3 separate regions of the Mus musculus genome follow, and all the other regions are linked to region 3. The links are chromatin contacts, called in public Hi-C and Micro-C maps. All regions are on one chromosome and are shown on one strand. Each heading gives the region's core, a stretch centred on a gene start, on an enhancer-like site or on the middle of the called end of the contact. The rest is flanking DNA. Distances are from core to core; before and after follow the strand shown.

Region 1 (2,700 bases), core at 196-2,695, 190 kb after region 3:
GGTTAAAAATAATATAAAGGCAAGGGCACACACTGCGTCGAGTCAGCTAAAAAGATACACCCATTCAGAGACACCTAAGTTTATTAAACCTTTCTGTCTTATCATAGCATATTTTTATCAGAACAAAACTCGAGAGATAAATTCATCTGCCCGCAGACAGAGTTGTACACCTGAACCCCAGGTGGGTGTTTGTGTTTGGGTCTGTTTCTAGGTGGAATGAGCTCATGTTCTCTCCTACCACAGGATTGTGCAACACTCATGCGCACCTGTGTTTTGATCTTTGAAATCTGTCGTGGTAACATATCAAGCAACTTTAAATAGCTTCGTGCATGATCCAGATTGCACGTCTGCCAGAAACATCATCGAGCTTGGTTTTGGAGCTGGCTCAAGTTCCTGTGATACTAAACTTTCGTCATTTTGAAAATATATTAGTTGTCAGATTCCAGTCTTTACCTTCATCTTCAGTCTGCAAAGATCAATGCGTGAGGTCTCCCCGGTTATTACTGAAGGAGAGTGGGACACAGGACCTAGAGAGTAATTGGACAACTGACTTGCCATGTTTCTTCCATTTGACAAGCAATTTAGAACATTATTTTTTTGCCCTTTAGATAAATTTTCTGTGTTGTTTTAAAACATGAATGTTTAAAGTACATACTAGAACGATATTAGAATAGTATCACTAATTTCATTATTTAAAACATTTTGAAAGCTCACCTTGTAAAGTATCAAGATAGAACCTAGTGAGAACAAAGATAAAGAAGAGAGAACTTGAACACATGGCTCCTTGTTTTCAGTGAGACTGACCAATGCATGCATATTCAAGTATTTCTGTCGTCTGTGTAAGTCGCAGACACCTCAGCTACCACCTTGTTTTCTGGGTGGAATACTGATGTTGTAAGTTTTTCCAAATGTAGACATTTTAGTTAAAAATTTTATAACAAGTTCAAAAGCCATTAAAATAAAATAGTATCATGAGTCTCAGGGGCTCAACACCCCACTTCTTTGTTCTGTGGTCATTTTCTCTTGTGGTGCTGGGGCTTGAACCTGGGGACTTGAGTGTACTAGGCAAACAAGTGCTGTGCCACAGAGCTATTCACCTACCCCTGCGGTCAGCCATTGATAATATAACTCATTTATTTCCTAAGCCCAGTCTACTGCATTACCTTGAGGCGAGTCTATAAATATGTAGTAAGCATGTTTGTCTATATGGGGCTATTTTTGAGTTTATAGCTGTCACATACATAGGGAACAAAAGGGAGAGAGAGGTGTATTCTAGAACAGAGATAAGAAAGAAGAGAAACAGCATGAAGCAGACGGTACTGGGAAAAGGAGGTAGCCTGTCACAAGTCCGAAGTGTTTGATGCCAGGCCATGAGCCACAGGGACCTCAGCGGTAATGTGAGGGACAGGGCCAGCTGAGAGGTGCATCACTTGCAGCTGTCTCTCTGAGTCTTAGTTGTTAGCTCTTTCCGTCATGGAGACTACCCATTCTCTGATGAGTATCTCCATAACTCAGACTGTGAGGGAAAATGTGACTGCTTTCAGCCTATGGAGAATAGCCACTAGGCAGAGCATCTTGAAGGCAAGATCCACATCTTTTCCAATTCCTGGCCTACAATGAGCAAACCCTTCCATCTGTAAAGCACTCAATTCAGTGAGTGGATTGCAGTTTAGACATGAAATGTTTCCCAAAGACCATGTGTCTTTACGTCTGGTTTCCAGCTTGACACAACGTTTAAGACCTGACATTTAGAGGAAGAAAGTTGGGTCATTGGGAACACATTCGTAAAGCATCGCAGATCCCTCTTCTCTTTCTCATTCCTGTCATTCCTAGGTGGGGTTTTCCTCTGCTTCACACTCCCCTCGTGGTGCACTCATTCACCCTAGCAGGAGGAGTAGACGGGCTGTGGGGCCCTTTTCATGGACTGCTCCTCACCAGAGTACTTTAAGAACAGCAGCCATTCATCTGATCTTTTGTTCTTTAATCACTGAGTATAAAATTTGCCTATCCACATGTGTCTGTCTATCTGAACTCTCATGAATTCTCTCGGCAGTGGTCTCTGGCTTATAGAACTGACGTACTCCCATTCACAAAGTAGCCATTACTATTCTTGTATTACAGAACCTTGGGAATGATTTTTAAATAAGCTTTGCAATTACTTGCAATGTAAAAGTATATATCATTTCCTTCCTAACTCAGGCATTATGTATGAGTTCTTTAGGGTTGAACATTAGAGTTCTTTGATAGTGGAAATAAAACACAAGTCCATCACCAATTTTTCATGTGCTGAAGCTATAAAATCAGCAGGCCTGATAATGCAACATGGCCAATTTTGAACTACTTTTTAAACTATTCTACGGTGGCAGTTGTGCATTTTCCCTGTTTTGCTGATCTCTTACTAATGACTCCTGTTTTCATTTCCAACAGAATACTGGATCTACAGTTGCCCACCTTCCCTATAGTGGTTTTGTGTTAAGCAGCTGTCCTTCAGTGCTAATGCTGCCTGTGACTGTCAGTTGTTGGCTTACTCTGTCTCTTGTATCTATGGCTTTTAATGTGGCTTGAAATTATTGTCTCATGGAGAAAGTAAGGACATGTTAAGGCTGATGTAATATAATGGAAATTGAAAGCAGACTAGGTCCTAAATATCTTATATTCAAGTTGGGTATTTTAATCTCTGGATGATGTAGGCCGAAATGC
Region 2 (2,700 bases), core at 55-2,554, 150 kb after region 3:
GAACACTGGAAGGCTCTTGAAGCCTAGCTTTTCTGATGTCATATGGCTTTTCTAGAAATTAAATAAGCAACACAGTGACAATATATGCTCTTCGTTGTTCTCTACCGTATGATGCTCATAATGGTGTTCTTGGCGTGTGTTCTCTATAAAGTGTTCCCTCCCCTGTGACCTGGATTTTTAGACCCTCTGGGCTCCTACAGGGCCTGTTTCACTGTCAGCTCATTAAACTGTGGAAGTTTTCTTCTCATGCTTCTATCACTTGATCATTTAAACTTTGGTTGTTGTTGGTGTGTGTGTGTGTGTGTGTGTGTGTGTGTGTGTGTGTGTGTGTTTGTGCACGCGCGTGTGTGTCTGTGTCTGTGTTTATGTGTGTGTTACTGCAGGTATGGGCATGCCACGACATACATGTGCAAGTCAGAGGACAACTCTAGGGAGTAGGGCGTCTTCTGCCACCTTATAGAGTCTGAAGATCAGACTCAGTTCATTAGGCCAGTGTGCAAGCACCTCTGTAGTTGAGCTGTCTCGTCTCATCAGCTCCCTAGATCATTTTCTTTCTTCTTCTTCTTCTTTTTTTTTTTTTGAGATTTTTGTTTATTTTTATTTGTCATATGGGTGTTTTTTTCTCTCATTGTATGTCTGTGCACCATATGTGTTCAGTATCTTCAGATGCCAGAAGAGGAGGTCAGATCTTCTGGAATTGGAGTTACAGATAGTTGTGAGGCATAACGTACGTGCTGGGAACCAAACCCAGGTCCTCTGCAGGAGCAGCCAGTGCTGTTAACTGCTGAGCCATCCCCGCCAGTCTCTTCCTAGCCTCAGATCATTTTCATGACCTTCTTTGTGGATAACTCCTTGGCCTTTATTTCTAATATTAACTTTTTCCCTAGCTTAAATGCCTAGAAAACATCTGCTTTCTAGGCATTTGATGGACGTTTGTGCCGGTATTCCATTTTCACCACCAATTTAAATCTCTAAGTTTAGCAAAATGTCCCAAACCAAGCTTGTTGTCTTGAATAAGGCAGTCTTCCTTCCTGTTTCACTTCCTCTTCCTCTGATGCTCTTGTGTGATCAAGAGACACATCTCACAGGCATCTTCCTATGTCCTAAAAGTCTATGTCTGATGCCAGAAGGCACTCTGTACAGTGCCTTTCATTCCTTGTCATTCCTACCATTTTCTGGTTTGTCCTATCATTGTCATGCCCCTTGGTGGACTCTTGACTCCTGCTCTCTTCCTGTCTGACTTCTAGCTAACTCCCAGCTTTAGTTTTCAATTTATTTCTGTTTGGCACAGAACTGTCTCTGTCTGCCTGAAGTTTCACGAACATAATGTCCTTGCTTAAACATTTCCCTTGCAGTCCAGCTAGCAGTCTGGTAATCAGGCAGTTTTCAATAGCTCTGGGCTCACCTTTCCACCCCCATCTGCACATCACACACACACACACACACACACACACACACACACACACACAGAGCCTGCTGTTTAGCCAAATGTTTTGACATTTTTTTTAAAAACAGGCTTTGTGTTTTTTCCACATCTGCACCTTTGCTCAGGCTAGGCCTTGTTCCAGAGCATTACATTTGGTCCCCTCTCCTGCAGGGTCTACACATGACCTGCCCATCTTTTTAGGTCTTCTTGGTAGTCATCTCCTCTCTGGAGCTTTCTTTACCATCCACCACATGCTGTCTACTGGGACAATACCTTTTCCTCCTGTGTTCCTGACTATCTTGGCATATTGTTTTATGAAACTAGGAAGTCCCTGTTATTTTAGAGCTGGGGAAAACACAGCCCATTTCTGCCAAGCTGGTCCTACCCTAGTCCCACTCCCCACTAATGTAACTTTCCAGAAGTGTAGAAGTTGATGATCCTGTGTGTCGCAAGGCATGTAGTCTCCATGTTCCTGTACCTTGTAGCCAGCAGCTAGGTTCCTAAGTGGGTGGTTGCTTGGCCATGCTCCTGGGAGGTTGAACTTTGCAAGAGTGCTGTCTCGCCTGAACCCTGCAGGTGATGAACATGATTTTAGTCTCATGAACTTTGAGCTTACAGTTTCTTACCTTTACCCATTATGGCCTCTTTGGCCTCCTTTTCCCTACTGTGGCATCAGACATGGTATTTTAGGACATAGGAATAGGTTGTAATCCAGAAACTGGGGTACACTGAAATTTGACTCATGCCTATGAAAAGGACATAGGGACCTGGAAATTGAAGTAATGATATTTGAAATTATAGGTAAAAATACTACATACTACATTCAGGTAAATCAGATAAAATAAAAAATTTAATTTTATAAGAAAATTCACTATGTTGTGATTTTTCTCAAATGTCCCATTGATTTTACTATCTGGCATGATAGAACATACCATTTTAGATGTTCCAAAAAACCGTTTGAGACCTGGACTTATATATCCCTTGAACTCACTGTGTACCCTGAACCCTGATCCTCTACGTCCTCCACCTCCCAGGTGCTAGGACAGTTGGTGTGACCACCTTGAGTACCTTCTCAAATGTGTCACTTTAAAAATGTGGGACTAAGCACAGATTGATTGGCAACAAACAAACAAACATAATTATCTTCTTAAAAAAAATCTTTTGCCAGCTGTCTCAAAAAAAGGAGGCCCCATATCACTAGAGGTAGTTTTTGGCTGAGTTAAGCAATAGTGCAGCATAGTAAATGTGACTTAATTCAGCCTCACTCAAGTTGA
Region 3 (2,700 bases), core at 155-2,654:
CTTCATTGCTAAAGACTTCTAATTTATATTTTATGAAGACATGTTATAGAGCTTCATTAAGATACTATTACTAGATGAAAAGAAGGATGCTTTTATTACAGGTTAACTATAATAAATCAAGTATTTCCTTTATCAGTTGTAGTCAGAAGATAGTCTCTGTCCTTGTAAGAGAAACCTGCTGTATTCTGGTGTTGAAGTGTATCGCAACACCTCTATCTCACCATTTTTTTTAATTACTACTTTTTTTTATTACTTTACATTTTTAGAGTTTCTTTCTGCTACAGTCTCACCAGTATTTGTTCTTTTCTTAAAGATTTATTAATTACTTTATTTTTATATGTATGAGAGTTTTGCGTACATGTATAGATGTGTGCCATAGGCATGCCTCATATTCATAGAGATCAATGAGGGCATTGATCCTCTGAAACTGGAGTAACAGATGGTTGTGAGCTGCCATGTGGTGCTGGGAATTCAGCCCAGGTTCTCTGCAAGAGCAGTAAATGCTCTTCACACTGAGCCATGGCTCCAGCCCCTGTTGTTTTTCTCTTAATGACTGCTATTCTCTTTGGGTTGAGATCTCAATGTTGTTTTAATTTCCACTTCTATGATGGTTAGTAAGACCACATCCCCATTTCATAGGTTTTATTTATTTATTTTTTCTACTGCATTGGAGTGACCCTGGAGACATGTGCTTCTCTCCGTTCTCCACCCTTCCTTCATCTAGCAGCCCCTGCGCATAGCTTTCTCCTACAGACCCTTCTTGCTTTGTTTATTTCTGACTTCAGTAACTTTCCTGGCTGAAATATGGCTGCCTTTGTTCTTTGTCAACCGAAACTTGAATAATCAGAAAAACTACAACTAACATGTTGCTTTGACAAATTGATTATTAATTTTGCTGCCTTCCTCCTCCCATCCCCCGTTAGCTTCCTACAAGCACTGGCTAGAGCTTTTTAGCTTTCCACTTGAGTAGTAGACTATTTGTATTTTATATTTAATGTTTCTCAAAAGCATTTTCTTATATCTATTTTTGAAGGGTTTTATATTTTCATTGCTGTTTTAAAGCATTAAAATTTTTCATTCATTTCAGTTTTTCTCCATGTTAGCCTCTGTATTTCTGAGCTTGCTTTTCTTTATTGTTAGATTCATTGTTTAGATCTGTCACCTGAGAATGGAAACTATCCTTCATACCGTAAAAGACATGTTTTTCTTTTGTTAATTGGGCATTTCAGAGCTGTTTGACAATAGATAGTTTTATTCAGCTTTTTTTCATAAATTCCACAGGAAAGTGCCTGATTTCCACGGTTTATGGAGGTGTGGACTTGTGCACGGTCTTTCAGGCACTGTTGTATGGGAGTGAGGCACTAACCCTGCCTAGGACCATCCTCTGTGTGCAGGTTTGACTGCTCCGGGTGCTCTGGCTCATGTCTGTGTGTGGAGTCAGCAAAAGACTCATTGTTGAACAATGAACTCAGAACTCAAGAAACATTGGTGTGGTTTTCCCCCCCCCTCATTTAGCATTCTGTGGTTATTTCTCCTGATTTTTTTGGCAAGTGTTGTTTGTGTGTGTCAAACTATGCCACATCAGCCTTAAATTTCTGCTTTGTATAATTCAGCTAGGAATTAGAAAGAAGTATTTATAATCAACTTGTATTCTCTATTTTCCAAACCTAGATTTACTTGTATGATCTCATTTTAATCCCAGCAGCGTTCCCAGGGCCTGCTCTCCTGTTTTGTGCATGGGAGTGATCCAGGTCACGGTCTGGGCAGGCAGGGACCTGGTGCGCAGATCTGCATCTGCTACTTTTTACTTTTGCCTGTGGCTTGTTCCGAAGTGAGTTCTGTCCTTATCACAATGCGCTAACAGTGCGCACTTCCCTGTAGAAGTCAGGAAGAGGAAGTCCCCAGAGTCAGCTGCTCATGGTGGGAGAACCATCCTGGTATGGCTGAATAGGAAATAAAGAGTACTGGCTGCTGAGGCTCTCCTCTGCACAGCAGCTGGGAAAGGTGGTAGGAGGCTGACTGACATCTGATTGGGGACTGCTTTTTTTTTTTTTTTTTTACTTTAACAAATTGCAGGGAAATTAACTTATAAAGAGAAATGGTTTATTGTGACCCATGGTTTTAGAGGGTTCTACTCTATTCTCTTTGTTTCTTTATTGGCTCTGGTGAAGTAGTGTTTCCTGGTGGGAACATGTGTCAGAGGAAAAACACTCAACTCAGACAGAAGGCAAAGGAGAAGAACGGGATTAGTTCATAATGTCCATCATTAAACACATTGCGGGAAGTAGTAACAACTTAGTTGCAGGATATGCTGTAGGAAATAGCTGAGGGATCAAAGCAACAACATGGATGCAGATTGTATTTGAGAATGTATTCCAGTCTAGTAGTGTTTACACTGACCTTGCTGTTTAAGTAACTGAACAGCAGTCTGATCATATACTCTATACACCGGAAGTTGGCATGCTTTTTTTTTTTTTTTTAAAAACTTTTGGAAAGGGACCAAAACATTTTTAGAGTCACTTACCTAACTTCTGTCCATGAGTCCATCTGTCTGTCTATCCTTCCTTCCTTCCTTCCTTCCTTCCTTCCTTCCTTCCTTCCTTCCTTCCTTCCTTCCTTCCCTCCCTTCTTCCTTTCTCCCTCCCCTCCCTCTTTTCCTTCCCTCCTCCTTCCTTTTCTTCCAAACCTAACAGCTGTCCC

What was found. A called contact is a pair of places that touch in the nucleus more often than the background predicts.
Region 1: a contact with region 3 is called in a Micro-C map of muscle stem cells, with 4 times the contacts expected there. The contact joins two enhancer-like sites. A contact is called at or near these places in 3 of 484 Hi-C or Micro-C datasets (adipose-derived mesenchymal stem cells, muscle stem cells and nephron progenitors) and 2 of 115 datasets of contacts at active chromatin or transcription factors (embryonic stem cells and microglia).
Region 2: a contact with region 3 is called in a Hi-C map of bone marrow-derived macrophages, with 32 read pairs. The contact joins two enhancer-like sites. A contact is called at or near these places in 1 of 15 datasets of contacts at CTCF or cohesin (CD8 T cells), 2 of 484 Hi-C or Micro-C datasets (the C2C12 cell line and bone marrow-derived macrophages), 5 of 115 datasets of contacts at active chromatin or transcription factors (CD8 T cells, effector CD8 T cells, intestinal villus epithelium and 2 more) and 1 of 9 other capture datasets (embryonic stem cells).

The regions. Positions count from the first base shown.
Region 1 is chr5:31,949,311-31,952,010 of GRCm38.p6, forward strand. The region is part of intron 7 of Babam2 (BRISC and BRCA1 A complex member 2); the gene reads left to right. Among named protein-coding and RNA genes, the nearest start is that of Gm52770, 48 kb to the right of the region's middle. Within about 2 kb of position 1,446, at least 11 of the 459 cell types and tissues checked have an H3K27ac peak or open chromatin away from gene starts, as enhancers often do. A contact at or near this core is called in muscle stem cells, where this site is marked.
Region 2 is chr5:31,907,122-31,909,821 of GRCm38.p6, forward strand. The region is part of intron 7 of Babam2 (BRISC and BRCA1 A complex member 2); the gene reads left to right. Among named protein-coding and RNA genes, the nearest start is that of Gm52770, 90 kb to the right of the region's middle. Within about 2 kb of position 1,305, at least 22 of the 459 cell types and tissues checked have an H3K27ac peak or open chromatin away from gene starts, as enhancers often do. A contact at or near this core is called in bone marrow-derived macrophages, where this site is marked.
Region 3 is chr5:31,757,052-31,759,751 of GRCm38.p6, forward strand. All of the region lies in intron 3 of Babam2 (BRISC and BRCA1 A complex member 2), which reads left to right. Among named protein-coding and RNA genes, the nearest start is that of Babam2, 60 kb to the left of the region's middle. Within about 2 kb of position 1,405, at least 50 of the 459 cell types and tissues checked have an H3K27ac peak or open chromatin away from gene starts, as enhancers often do. A contact at or near this core is called in bone marrow-derived macrophages and muscle stem cells, where this site is marked.